Linked DNA regions of Mus musculus: region 2 is linked to region 1. The links are chromatin contacts, called in public promoter capture Hi-C maps. All regions are on one chromosome and are shown on one strand. Each heading gives the region's core, a stretch centred on a gene start, on an enhancer-like site or on the middle of the called end of the contact. The rest is flanking DNA. Distances are from core to core; before and after follow the strand shown.

Evidence for each region. Promoter capture Hi-C pulls out the DNA fragments that hold promoters and counts their contacts.
Region 2: a contact with region 1 is called in a promoter capture Hi-C map of hippocampal neurons, with 5 times the contacts expected there. The contact joins the promoter of Sctr here to the promoter of Tfcp2l1 in region 1. A contact is called at or near these places in 6 of 39 promoter capture datasets (the 3T3-L1 cell line, the HPC-7 cell line, cranial neural crest and 3 more).

Annotation. Positions count from the first base shown.
Region 1 is chr1:118,624,866-118,630,888 of GRCm38.p6, forward strand. Tfcp2l1 (transcription factor CP2-like 1) reads left to right here and starts at 3,080. Exons shown (of 15, transcript NM_023755.2): 1 at 3,080-3,237. The coding sequence starts at 3,176.
Region 2 is chr1:120,002,260-120,008,363 of GRCm38.p6, forward strand. Sctr (secretin receptor) reads left to right here and starts at 4,721. Exons shown (of 14, transcript NM_001012322.2): 1 at 4,721-5,072. The coding sequence starts at 4,998. It also overlaps a transcript of Cfap221 not described here.

The sequences.
Region 1 (6,023 bases), core at 1,830-4,329:
TTTTGTTCTTGAGGGACCCTCAGGTTGATTCTCAGGGCAGACATACATGTTGATCAAGTCGTCCCCCCACCCCCCAGTACTAGGTGAAGAAAAGAACTCTGGGACTGTGGTCATCAAAAGGCAGGGACCTGGGTGTATAGGCTAGACCCAAGGCACAGCTGTGGTGTCCACCTCCTGAACCCCAGGCTCTTAGGTGAGAGAATGTGTCAAAAAGATTCCAGCCGCCAGGCACTTGGGAGGCAGAGACAAGTGGATTTCTGCGTTCGAGGACAGCCTGGTCTACAGAGTGAGTTCCAGGACATCCAGGGCTACACAGGGAAACCCTGTCTTGAAACCTCCCTTCCCCACCCCCCGCACCCCACCCCCCCCCGCACCCCACCCCCCCAAAAAACACACCAAAAAAACCCAAAAACAAACAAAAAAACAAAAAAACAAAAAAAAAACAGGAGGAGGAGGAGGAGGAGGAGGAGGAGGAGGAGGAGGAGGTGGTGGTTCCAGCCACTGGGCTCACAGCTGATGAGATGGCTCAGTAGGTAAGAGTGCCTGTCTCCAAGGCTGACAATCCCTGCTAGATCCCTGGGATTCACTTGCTAGAGGGAGCGAATTGAGTCCAATTGAGACAAGTTGTCCTCTGAAAGCTATGTCCCCAGCTGCAAATAAAATTGTTTTTAAAAGTTGATATTCCCGTCTATGCAAATCACATACATTTACAAAATAGAGACCAAAAAGAAGTGGTTCATCTGCATATCAGTCCTCTCTTTACTAGACTAATTGTTTTCCCAAAGACTGAGAAGTCAAAAGCTCAAATTCATCCTTATCCTCCCAGCAGGAATCAAAAGGCTGCCCTTGCCCTCCGGAGAGAGTTTTGTGGTCACCCGCCACACACTTGGACAAAAGAATCCACTTTCCTCTTCCCCGAAAGCTCTTAACAAACCCAGAAAGTAAATCTTTTTATTCCTAGTTTTAGGTTCTTAGGGCCGGGATCCTCAGCTTGGAAGGAGTTTCCACTGAAGTTTGTCTTTGCTGGAGCCCTGAGGGGATGGGATGCCAGAAAGCAGTTCCTCTCCAACAGATTTATTTTAGGGCTTGGACAAAGTGGGAGTCTTCGTGGTACCCTATGAATCTGACTGATTCTTGTCTAGCATTATGCCTGTGACAAGCCCACTTGGAAGGGAAGGGGTGAGGACCAATACAGACACTTGGTACAAACACCCTGGGCTCAATTAACCCCCACTCAGGTCACAGCTGACAGCTCAGCAGTGAAGGCAGAGCCCCTGGAGCGTGCTTGTGTTTGTGGATTCCCTTTCTGCAAGCCTTAGCACTTGATGTGTGTCTGAGGGCATTCCCACATTCACCTCTGCTAGGCTTTAGCTTCACTGCCACCCACACCTGGAGAGTTTCAAAGGCAGTCTTGGTCTCACCACCACACACACATGGTTCCCATAATAGTAACACTTCCCTCTGTCATCTTCTGCTTGTCCACTTGCCTGGCTAGAATGATAGGAGCCTCTGGAAGGGCTGGCTTCTTGACATTATCCTAGGGTGCTCTCCTTTTGAAAGCATGTCCCCGTTCTGGTCCCTGATGGAGAACTTAGTGCTCAGGATGTTGGTTACAGAATTCTTTAGTATCGGTATCTGGGAGAGCTGGGAAGGGAAGAGGTGATCACTTTCCAGTTTCTCCCATGAGAGCTCTAGGACTAAAATGGCCTTTGCATTGTCACACATCCACAGAGTTGGGTGTGATAGCTACAGGAATGTTGCCCAACCCCTGACACATGTGACCTCTAGGAGCATCAAGAGCAGCAGAGGTGGTCCCTGGAGAGGCAGACAGGGAGTATCCCAAGGGTTTCTCACAGAGCAGCAACCTGTGGCTGGAGACAGTGCAGAGCCAGCAAAGGAAGGGGGACTTGTGTGCCTATGCTTGCAGGCCCAGGAAGTCTTTATAGACTCATTCAATTAAGCAGAACGTATGCCTAATGAGGTCCTGAGACATCACCCTGTGGGTTCACCTCTAGGAACTGTGTACCTTTCTGCTTGCCCATCTACCCATGGCCTACTACTGTTCACATTCAGGCAGACTCGACTTTCCAAAAGCCAATTATAAAGAACATCCAAAATCTTAAAGGAGCAGAAAGGTGGCAGGCACAGCAGCACAGCACAGGTCCTTGCTGAGTTGCATAGCCAGACTCCCATTGTAGAAGAAAAAGAAATGACTCCTGCAAGCTGTTTACACTGCACACACACTAAGGCACAGTGTCCTTCCCACACACACCCACCCACCCACCCACCCACACACAGAGACTTAAAAACAACCCTATTAAAGGAAGTGGAAAGAGAATCTTACCTCCCGTTGCCTCCCGTGTTTCTGACACCTGGACACTTCATCCCATCTCCTAAACTCTTCTGCATGTCACACGAGCCCAGTTTGTCAAAGAAGGACTGTCACAAACCTGTCTGAAACTTTCTTTTCTGATGCTTCCTAGGCTCATCTGGACTCAGACTAAGGACTGATTCTGGGCTCTGAGTAAGAGGCCCAGGCATCTCTTTTAAGTTTATTTTTATTATTTTATTTTATATACTGTGCAGCAGAAGATGACCTTGAATTTTGGATCTTCCTGCCTCTACCAGTGCAGGGATTAGAGACCTGTTGTACCACACCTGGGCTTAGAGCTTTGTGTATGCTAGGTGACTTCATGTATGATATGCTCAGTGAGCTAGTCATGGAGTTAAAGACAAGTAAAAGCAACAGAGAAAAAAGGGTATAAGGTCAGTGTTCAGAGCGAGGAAAAACAAAAACGTTAAGGGGAGTGCTTAGGTGCTCCTGGCCACAATCTCGCCCTGAGCAACTGCCTTGGGCTCAGCGTGGAAGCTCAGAGGCCAGTAGGCCACAGCGAGAGTGGCTGTGTCCCCAGGGTCAGTAGCTAAGCAAGTGCCAGCTCCCAGAAAGGCACAGCTCCGGCAGGTGCGGCTCAGCGCCTCCCTCCGGCCGTGCTAGCCGTAGGGACGGCCCTGCAATAACCACGCCCCTAATGCCACGCCCACCTGACGGCCTATAAAAGGCGCCGGCCGCAGCCCACTCAGGTTCGAGTGGGTGCTGCTTAAAGGTGGACGGCGGCCAGGGTTGCCGCGTCCAGCTCGGTGCCACGCCCCGGCCGGTGCTGCGGAAGCCTCAGCCATGCTGTTCTGGCACACGCAGCCCGAACACTACAACCAGCACAACTCTGGCAGCTACTTGCGGTAAGACGTGGCAACACCTGCCTACGATCGGGGTCCGAGCGCTGACTAACCTCAGGCCTCCAGAGAAGGGCCCTCCGGGAGGCCCCTAGGGAATGGTCGGGGAAGAGGCGCACTGATGCCCGCGGGCTGCTTCTTCGAGGTTTCCTTGCCACTCGCTGTGTCCCCAGCCGGGTTTCGTCGCCTTTCCTCTCCCTTCCCCACTCCAATAGGAGAAATAAACTTGCCTCATCTATCAGGAGCTGGAGTGTCCCGGGAAGCCAGGCCCCGCCCGCTCTTTGCTCTTCTCGGCCCTTGGGCCCACAGGTGGATAGCGGGAGCAGGTCTGCGCTGCAGCCCTGAGGGCTCGGGCTTCAGGGGGTGGCTGCCCTTGCTCGGGGTCAACTTGGTATGGCCCCTAGAAATCTCCTCTTCTGTGGGGATTTCGCTAGCGCACTTTAAGGGAAGAGGGTCCCGCGGGATTTTGCAAAGTTCTCTGAACTCCCTCTTTTAGGAAATAGAACTTCCTCACCTCCCCAAATTGCTTTGGTGACTCCGGGATTCTTTGATTTTTTTATCCCCCTCGCTATGGTGCAGCTGGCTGCAGGGCTAATAGGCAGGCATTTCTTTTTCTGAACTCGCCAGAACCAGCTTCAACCTGTCTTTATTTCCATCCTAGTCACAGTTTATTATATGTGCCGTACTTAACCCAAAGTGTGTTTGATGTGGGCTCAAGAAGACATCCCAGGGGCTGTCAGCCCTAACTACAGACCCTTAAGTGCTTCTTTGGACCCCCCCCCCAAGTCTCCTCTTTTGGATTTCTTTGTTATTTGTACTTCCTGGCTTCTGATTCATGTATGTTCAGAACTCCTCTAGGAAGACATGCCCCTTCTTAGAAAGCCGAGGGTTGGCCAGGTTTCACTGGTGTATCTTCAGTTTTTTTTTTTTTTTCTTTTAAAAAATAACTCCAAACCATTGAAAATGGTAATCAAACTAGGGACATGAGACTGCAGATCCCGGTGGTGGTGTTGAGCCCACAGTTAAAATTGCTATAGAATAAATATATGCTAACTGTATTACACTCTATAGGGTTACCTGTGGTTTCTTTTGGATTGTTGTGAGTAGCCATTAGGTATTTAATCTCATCCTATCTTAAAAATGAAGTTGAAGGTGACCTTGAGCGGAAGTATTTGAAATCTAGTTGCATAAAACATTATCCTTGTTTGAGGCGTGGTGTGGTTTATGTATCTGTGCCTGAGATGGAAGTTTTGTGAGCCAACTCAGATACTTTTAAGATTTTGACTTAGCATGAAAGGAGGAAGGCAAACGTTGAGGTTGAGAGCCTGAGAGCCACTACAAAGCAGCACTGTTTCTTTGGGTGCTTTGAGGAAGCAATGGGTAAAGACCAACCATACTCCCCACTGGAAGCTGGTGTTGTTTTTGTTTTTTACCTTCAAGTAGTTTGACTTCCTTGCGCCCTGTGTATCTGTGTTAGTGCAAGAATATTTTTCTTTGCTTTCCTTGTTTTTCTTTTTCAGAATTTAAAATTTTAATTTCATATTATTATTTTTTAATTTTTATTGTTTTTTTGTTTGTTTATTTTTTTGTAGTGCTGGGATGAACCTTGGGCCTTACGCTTGTTCTTCCATTTTGATAACTTCTGGCCCTCCTTTTTTATTATCAGTTTTTGTTCTGCTAGAAATTCTACAAGCCATCTGATTTCAATGAATAGTGGGTGGCCTTTAAGCCCTCCCTCTCCTTTCTGTTTGATGTTCTGGTGACTTTTATTCCTTGGCAAATAAGGACAGCAGGCCAGAAACAAGTTACTGTTGAATGATGGCTCTTAACTAATTCTCTCTCTCTCTCTCTCTCTCTCTCTCTCTCTCTCTCTCTAATTTAAAAGTAACTGTGCCTGGGTTATTAACTTACATGGTCTGGGCAAACATGAAATTATGCAATTCTCAGGGTAGCAGGATGATACTTCTTTCTGTGTTCCTTAATAACTGCCCAGGCTGGAAAAGAGGAAAGATTTGCTTCCGGTGGAGGTGAAACTGGCCAGCCCTGATAATACTACTCTGGGCAACAGACAGGAATAGCAGGAAAAAAAAAATACACACAGGGAATGTCTCCCAGGTGTGCCCAAAGGCAAGCTTTCTGAGAACCTGTTAGGTACTGTTGGGGTGTGTGCTGGGTTATATTTCATGGACACTCATTTATGATGCTGTACAGGGAACACATCGTACTGGTGACAGTGCAGTGAAGCGGGGTCAGCTGATCTGATTCATGGAGATGGGAGGAGGGTCATCAAGATCGGGCGGGGCATCTTTTGGTAGTTGTTTCTGTGGCAACATAGTTTAGAATCTTTAAGGAAGTCTCACCTGCCTGTAGGTCATTCTGCTCCTCAGGGATTTTATTGTTCCTAGCAAGGACACCTATCTGAAGTCCCAGCAACTCAGCCAGCAGGACAGCTCCGTGAGTCTGAACAGCTCTGTGAGTCTGGGAGTTCAAAGCTAGCCTGGGCAATGTACTGATAACTTCTTGAAGAAGTTTAAAAACAAGTTCCTCTGTCACAGGGTGATTGGAGGCTGAGGTGTACATGTATGTATGATGTGTGTGTGTGTGTGTGTGTGTGTGTGTGTGTTTCCCAGACAGGGTCTCATTATGTAGCCCTAGCTGTCCTGGGACTCACTCAGCTTGGTCTGGAACTCACAGAGAGCCACCTGCTTATAAAGACTAGTCTTTAATAATGTTCCTCAGCTACCACACACTGTGTTTTGAGGTTGGAGCTCCTACCTGTCTGGAACTTGTTA
Region 2 (6,104 bases), core at 3,471-5,970, 1.4 Mb after region 1:
TTCCACTGGATACACAGCTGAAGACAATGTCTGTCCCTTTCCCACATGGTGATGCTGAAGACCGGTATTTACCCTCACTGCATAAATGAAGCTGAAGTCTCTGGGGTTCAAGTAGCTTGCCCAAGGTTCTAGTATTAATTGATTGTTAACTCAAGACTTGAATCCAGGTTTGGCTGTTAATATTCTTAAAATTTGTAATAGCATGTATGTATGTATGTATGTATGTATGTATGTATGTATGTATTTCATGCATTTGTTTAGTGTGTGTGCATTCTACAGTGCATGTATAGAAGTCAGGAGACAAGTAAGTTTTCTCCTTCCACAGTGTGAAGATTCAGGGATTGAACTCAGGCCATCAGATTTAGAGGCAAGCACCTTTACCTGCTAAGCTAGCTCGCCAGCCCACAAGTATTCTGTGGGCTGAATAAGCCACGTGGGTTTCTCTGGGAAGGTTGGAGTGCTCCTGACCTTCCATCCACTGATGATAAGGATTTGAAAGAACTAACAACACTCTCTCAGAGGTGGCTTTATTTGCTCTTCTATTTGATCAACTTTAACTCTCATATTTCATTTAAATATTTAAAAGGATGCCGACAAAAGGTGGAGGAAAATGCAAAAAGTAAAGGTGAGCACGCTTCCCTGACAAAAAGAAGTCTACTTTTCTAGAGAGTAAACACAGAGGCGGGAGCATTAAAACCTCATTACAATGTGAATGTCAAATCTTTGTAGTTTGGTGCTCAACAGGAAACCACTCTGGCTAATTACTCACGGCTCATCAATCCAACATCAGTTCAGCTCTCGGTAAAGCTGCCATGCAGGGTACAGGTCTCTCCATGGAGCTGACTCCATGCCTCCGATGGCTCTCTTTGAACCTGTGCAGTCATTTGATGAACACCTTGGACTCAAACATTTGAGTAGCCCATTTCTTTGTCTTTCCTCTCTTATCTCCTCCCACAACCTCCAAACCACTAAATCTCAAATATTCCTTAGGGAAGCCTCTCTGGAGGGCAAGCATATTAGTCAGTGTTCTCTAGAGGAACAAAATCTATAGAATGCATCTATAGGTCTGTCTATCTATCTATCTATCTATCTATCTAGGGAATTTATTAGAATGGCTTACAGGCTTTGGTCCAGCTAGTCCAACAATGGCTTTCTACCAAGGGAAGATCCAAGAATGCAGTAATTGTTCAATCTCCAAGGCTGGATGTCTCAGCTGGACAAGAGTATACACTGGAATCCAAAAGAAGTAAGCTCTAATGTCACTGAAGGAATGGATTTGCCAGAGAGAGCGAGAGCATCTGGCAAAGACAAAGCTTTTTCTTTTTTCTTGTCCTTTATAAGGCTGCCAGCAGAAGGTGTGGTCCGGATTAAAGGCAGATCCTACCTTAAAGATCCAGAGAAGTGTGTCTTCTCACTTCAAATGATTTAATTAAGAAAAAAAATTGTCCCCTCACAGATGTACCGAGCTGCTCGGGTTTTAGTTAATTCCAGATGTAGTCACGTTGACAACCAAGATTAGGACTTCAGCGGTGGCTGCACAAAGATGACAGCTGCTGGGTCATCCCTCTCTACACACTGGCTCTTTCTATTCCAGCTGGCTTCATTCTCAGCAAGGATGTCCCTATGCTCTGGAAAACACTGCCATCTTGCTATTAGGTTGATCATGATGCCCACATATAGGATGTGTTGGTGCCACTCCTGGTCAAAATGCATCCAGTGCCTGTCTCAGGACCAATCACTGCTCAGTTAGTTGAGGGATGGTAATGCTGCTTCCCTGTTAACTCTGTCTGTTAGGCTGTCCTTCCTGGAAGCCTCAGCAAGGTCCATGGTCTGAGAGTAGACAAGAAAAGTTTGTGTAACTAAAAAGAAGAATGGAACCAAGACAGGCTTGATGCTTATCTATTATAGACCATCAAATGTGCTTGGCCTACAAGCCTGGTGACAGGTAGGGCTCAACTAATGTATAGATTCACCAGCCTTAGTTGTCTGATGCCTTCCTATATTTGGTGTGTGTGTGTGTGTGCTTGTACCACGTAGACATGTGAACACATGTGTGCATATATTTGAAGGCCAGACGTCAGCCTCAGGAGTCATTCTTCTGCAGCATGCAGCTTGGGTTTTTTTTTTTTTTGTTTATTTGTTTGTTTTGTTGTTTTGAAACAGGGTTTCTCCATGAGACCTAGGGCTCACAGATAAAGCAAACCCCGGGAGCTGCCCATCTCTACTTCTCCTAGAATCACATATATGCCACTAAAGTTGGCTTTGTATGCAGATGCTAGGGATCAAATTCAGGCCTTCATACTTATCTTACAATCACTTTACCAAGGAAACCATCTTTATAGCATCTCCATATACTTTGCATAGAATTTACTGCCGTCTGAAAAATAACTGCTCACTCTGCATTCCACAGTTGCTTTGTTTGCTAACCAAAAGAATTATTCATTTTGTGGTGATGCAGAACTCTTAAATTAAGTAGCATCCTTCTTAGTATCCTAGAGAGGATGACGTTGTAGAACTGTAGCTGGTCCACATGAGCTGAGGTTGGCAAGGGTAATTGCCACAGGCCTCTATCACCCTAATGTAGCTTGTGGAGCAGAGCAGGAGATTGATAAATATTTGTTGAATAATGTTAATCCTCTAGCATATCTTATTCCTGCTGTGGGAAAAGAAAAAAGAAACAACATAACCGGAGAAATAATTACAAAAACAAAAACAAAGAATCACCAGCCAGCTTGGTGAAGCCTTATCACAATGTGAAGAAAATAAAACAGTTTTCTAACTCAGTGTGATAGCTGATGTTACTAGTTGATGCAATTAACTAGTTAGGCTAATTGAGACAGGATGACCCACCAGAACTGTGGGCAGCACCATCCCATAGGCTGCGGTCCTGGACCCAGTTAAAATGGAGAATGTAAGCTGAGTCCCAGCATGCATCTCTCTCTGCTTCCCAACTATGGATGCCATGTGACCATCTGCCTCTCGCTCCTGCTGCTGTGCCTTCCCCACCATGATGGGCTGTGTTCCCAAACTGTGAGCCACACTAATCTCTTCCCCCTAAGCTGCTTTTGTCAAAGTATTTTATCACAGCCACTAAAAACGTATCTAGCATTGTGTTTAGCCAAACAAAAGAGGAAACGCCTCAGCCCTTTCCGACAAGTAGGAAGCTACAAGCAGTAACCAAGCGCCTGTGGAGCGCCTGCCTAACTTTAATTTACAAAGCATCCCATAGATCACAAAGATCTGTCCCAGCATCACATGAAACCAGTTGTGATGGAAAGTATCTGCAGTCCCAGCACTTGGCATGTGGATCGGAGGACCAAACACTCAAGGGCACCCCCAGCTATATCAGAGGGAATTAAAGGCAAGTCTGGGCTAGAGACGCTCTCCAAAAATAATAAGGTCTAGAAGGAATTGGAGAGGGTACTGGGATTCAAAGCTGGCTGGGGGCTTGTTGATAGTTTTAGATTTGCACATGCTGTAAAGAGGCAAAGTATCCTGAAGGATATGCCGAAAGAAAGGGGAAGGAGGGAGACTTCTTTCCCTTCGGCATTTGACGAAATTTTCATTTTCTGAAGATTTGTGTCTAACCTTGAAACCTGCCTCCGTGAGATGCTAAGTGTGTCTACAAGAGGGCCAGGAAATTGGCTCAGTCTGTAAAGTGCTTGCCGTGCCAGTGTGAGGACCTTATAAAAAGCCAGGCATAGCAGTGTGTGAGCACTAGCTATCCTGGCACTGGGGAGGCAGAGAGAGGAGGACCCCTAGGGCTCAGTGGCCAGAGGTGTAGCCAAGTAATGAGCTTCAAGTTCACTGAGAGACCTTGCCTCAAAAGGTAAGGGAGGAGTGACGGAGGAAGAACGTTCACTGCCGATCCTTAATCTCTACACACACCTCCACACAGGCGTGCACACAGGAAGTATTGATATAACTTACCCCAAAGCCAAGCACAGCCTCTCCCCTCCTCAGGATGACCTTTAAAACACCATTGGAAGGACATATTGAATATCTAGGGTTCTGATGGTTGGGACTTTGGTTTAATGTCCCACTTTCTGCTACTGTGTGACTGGGGCACTGAATTAGAACTAAAGAGGCCATTGACATAAAAGAATGGTCCCTCTCTTTCCCAGGGAGGGTGACGTTGAAACTTGGAGAATGTACAGAACGGTATTTTCCCATAGCATAGCGGCCACCACAGTCTCCACCATCTCCTCTCACACAGAGCAGTGCTGTTTGTTGGGCTGTCGGCGGAAGCCTTGGGTTTGATCTCTAGCTCTGCATGCGCTGGGTGTGGTGACTCTAATGCTAGAAAAATCACTGGAAGCTAAGGAACAAGAGTGTTCTGTAGGACCAAGTTGAGGTAGACTTAATTCTGTTTGTATAAAAGTCAGCCTGGGAAATGGTGTAGGAGACCACATCTGTAATCCCAGGGTTAGGAAAATTGAGGCAGGAGGTCTGAGAGTTCAAAGTAAGCCTGGCTTATATAGTGAGACCATGTCTCAATCGAGGATAAGAAAAGAAAAGAAAAGAAAAGAAAAGAAAAGAAAAGAAAAGAAAAGGTGTTGCCTACCTTGTCACTGCTGAAGGCACGTGACTTAAGTCCTCCAGAGAAAGTACTTTCTGGATTGGAAGGGAAGGAGGGAGGTTGCAGCTGCCTCTATGCGGGTGTCTAGGGTCCCTCCTCCTCTCTCCTCCCTTCCAGCTCTGTGCCGCCCCCCAACCCCTCCCTGCTATTCCCTGCAGGGTGGAGTCGCGAGCTGTCGTCCAGTCTTTATCAATAGGCACTGCAGGTTAGTTAACAGTCTTGCCACCTCCTTCAGGGAGCAGCAGTCCCTAGCCTGGCTGTGGGTCTGGTCGGATTGGGTAGGTCCAGCCATGGCTTCTCTGGGCTTGGGGGTCGCCCAGGGTCCTGGACGACATGCAGGACGCTGAGCTGGACACAGAGACGGACACCCAGCTCCTGAAGAGGCCAGAGCACAAAGGGGATCAACAGTGGGCGGAGCATGCTCAGCACCATGAGCCCCCGGCTGTCACTGCTTCTGCTGTGGCTGCTGCTGCTCATCAATGCAGCGCACCCTGTGAGTACCCCGCCCCGTCCCCGCGCCCCCGGATGTGGACCCCACGGACCAGTCCACGGTCCTCTATCCGGCCCTAGGAGTTACGGGGAGCAGCCGATCTCTCTTCCCTTAACATACTATCGTCCACTCTGACGGAGCCCTCTTCTCTCCAAAGGCAAAAACTTCAAGGGCTCTGTGTGAGGCTCACTCCCCTCACCTTCGCTCATCCCTTCCCGCCGCTAAACTCACTTCTTTCCAGAAGACAATTCTGTAGCCGCCCCGGCAACGATGCGTGCTAGACATTTGCACTCTAGGGTTTTGTCAAAACACCCTCGTTCCCTTTTGAGACCCGTGGTCTCAGGCACCGGCCAAGGCTCAGAAAGGGGGCGGGAAAGGCTTACTGTCAGAATAAAGCCAGAACCACATTGTTCAGGCTAGTAGCGGTTTTTTGTTTTTTCACGTGCTCCGTTGTGCAGATGGGAAATTTTAGTTTTTCCATCTGTGTGGGATCATTTCAGCCCTCTGTGACCTGGAGGGACTGACTTTCTAAAGTCTGCCCGTCTTGGGAGCAGTAGGTCGCAACAAACTCGGGTAGGAGAGGAAGAAGGTTGGAGGAAGGGGAGAGAGAGGCCAGGCGGGTAGTGGTTTGTGTTGCTTTCCCATAGAAACTTCTGGGAACTTTCCCCTGGGATATCTGAGTGAGAGACAGGCTGCACTGAGGCTGGCAGGATGGGAAGAACTGGGAAGAAGGTCAAAGCTGCCGGGTTGGACTCCAGGGTTACCACAGGGAATGGATCCTGGAGCTGCCATCTGGGTCAAAAACATTGTTTCCCGTTTCCTGGGACATTTTTGTTCTGTGCCAGGGAGGCAGGAGCAGGTTCAGCTTACATTTGTGTCTCAAAGGTGATGATCTCGGGAATAAACGGATGGGGAAACTGAGGCTTTGCTTGGTTCAAGTCTTCACTGCACCTGAGACGGCTGCTTGTGTATGTCTGTTCAAGTCCCTCATTTTACAGCCGATCAAAGCCCTCAGTGGGAGACCTGCTTTTGATC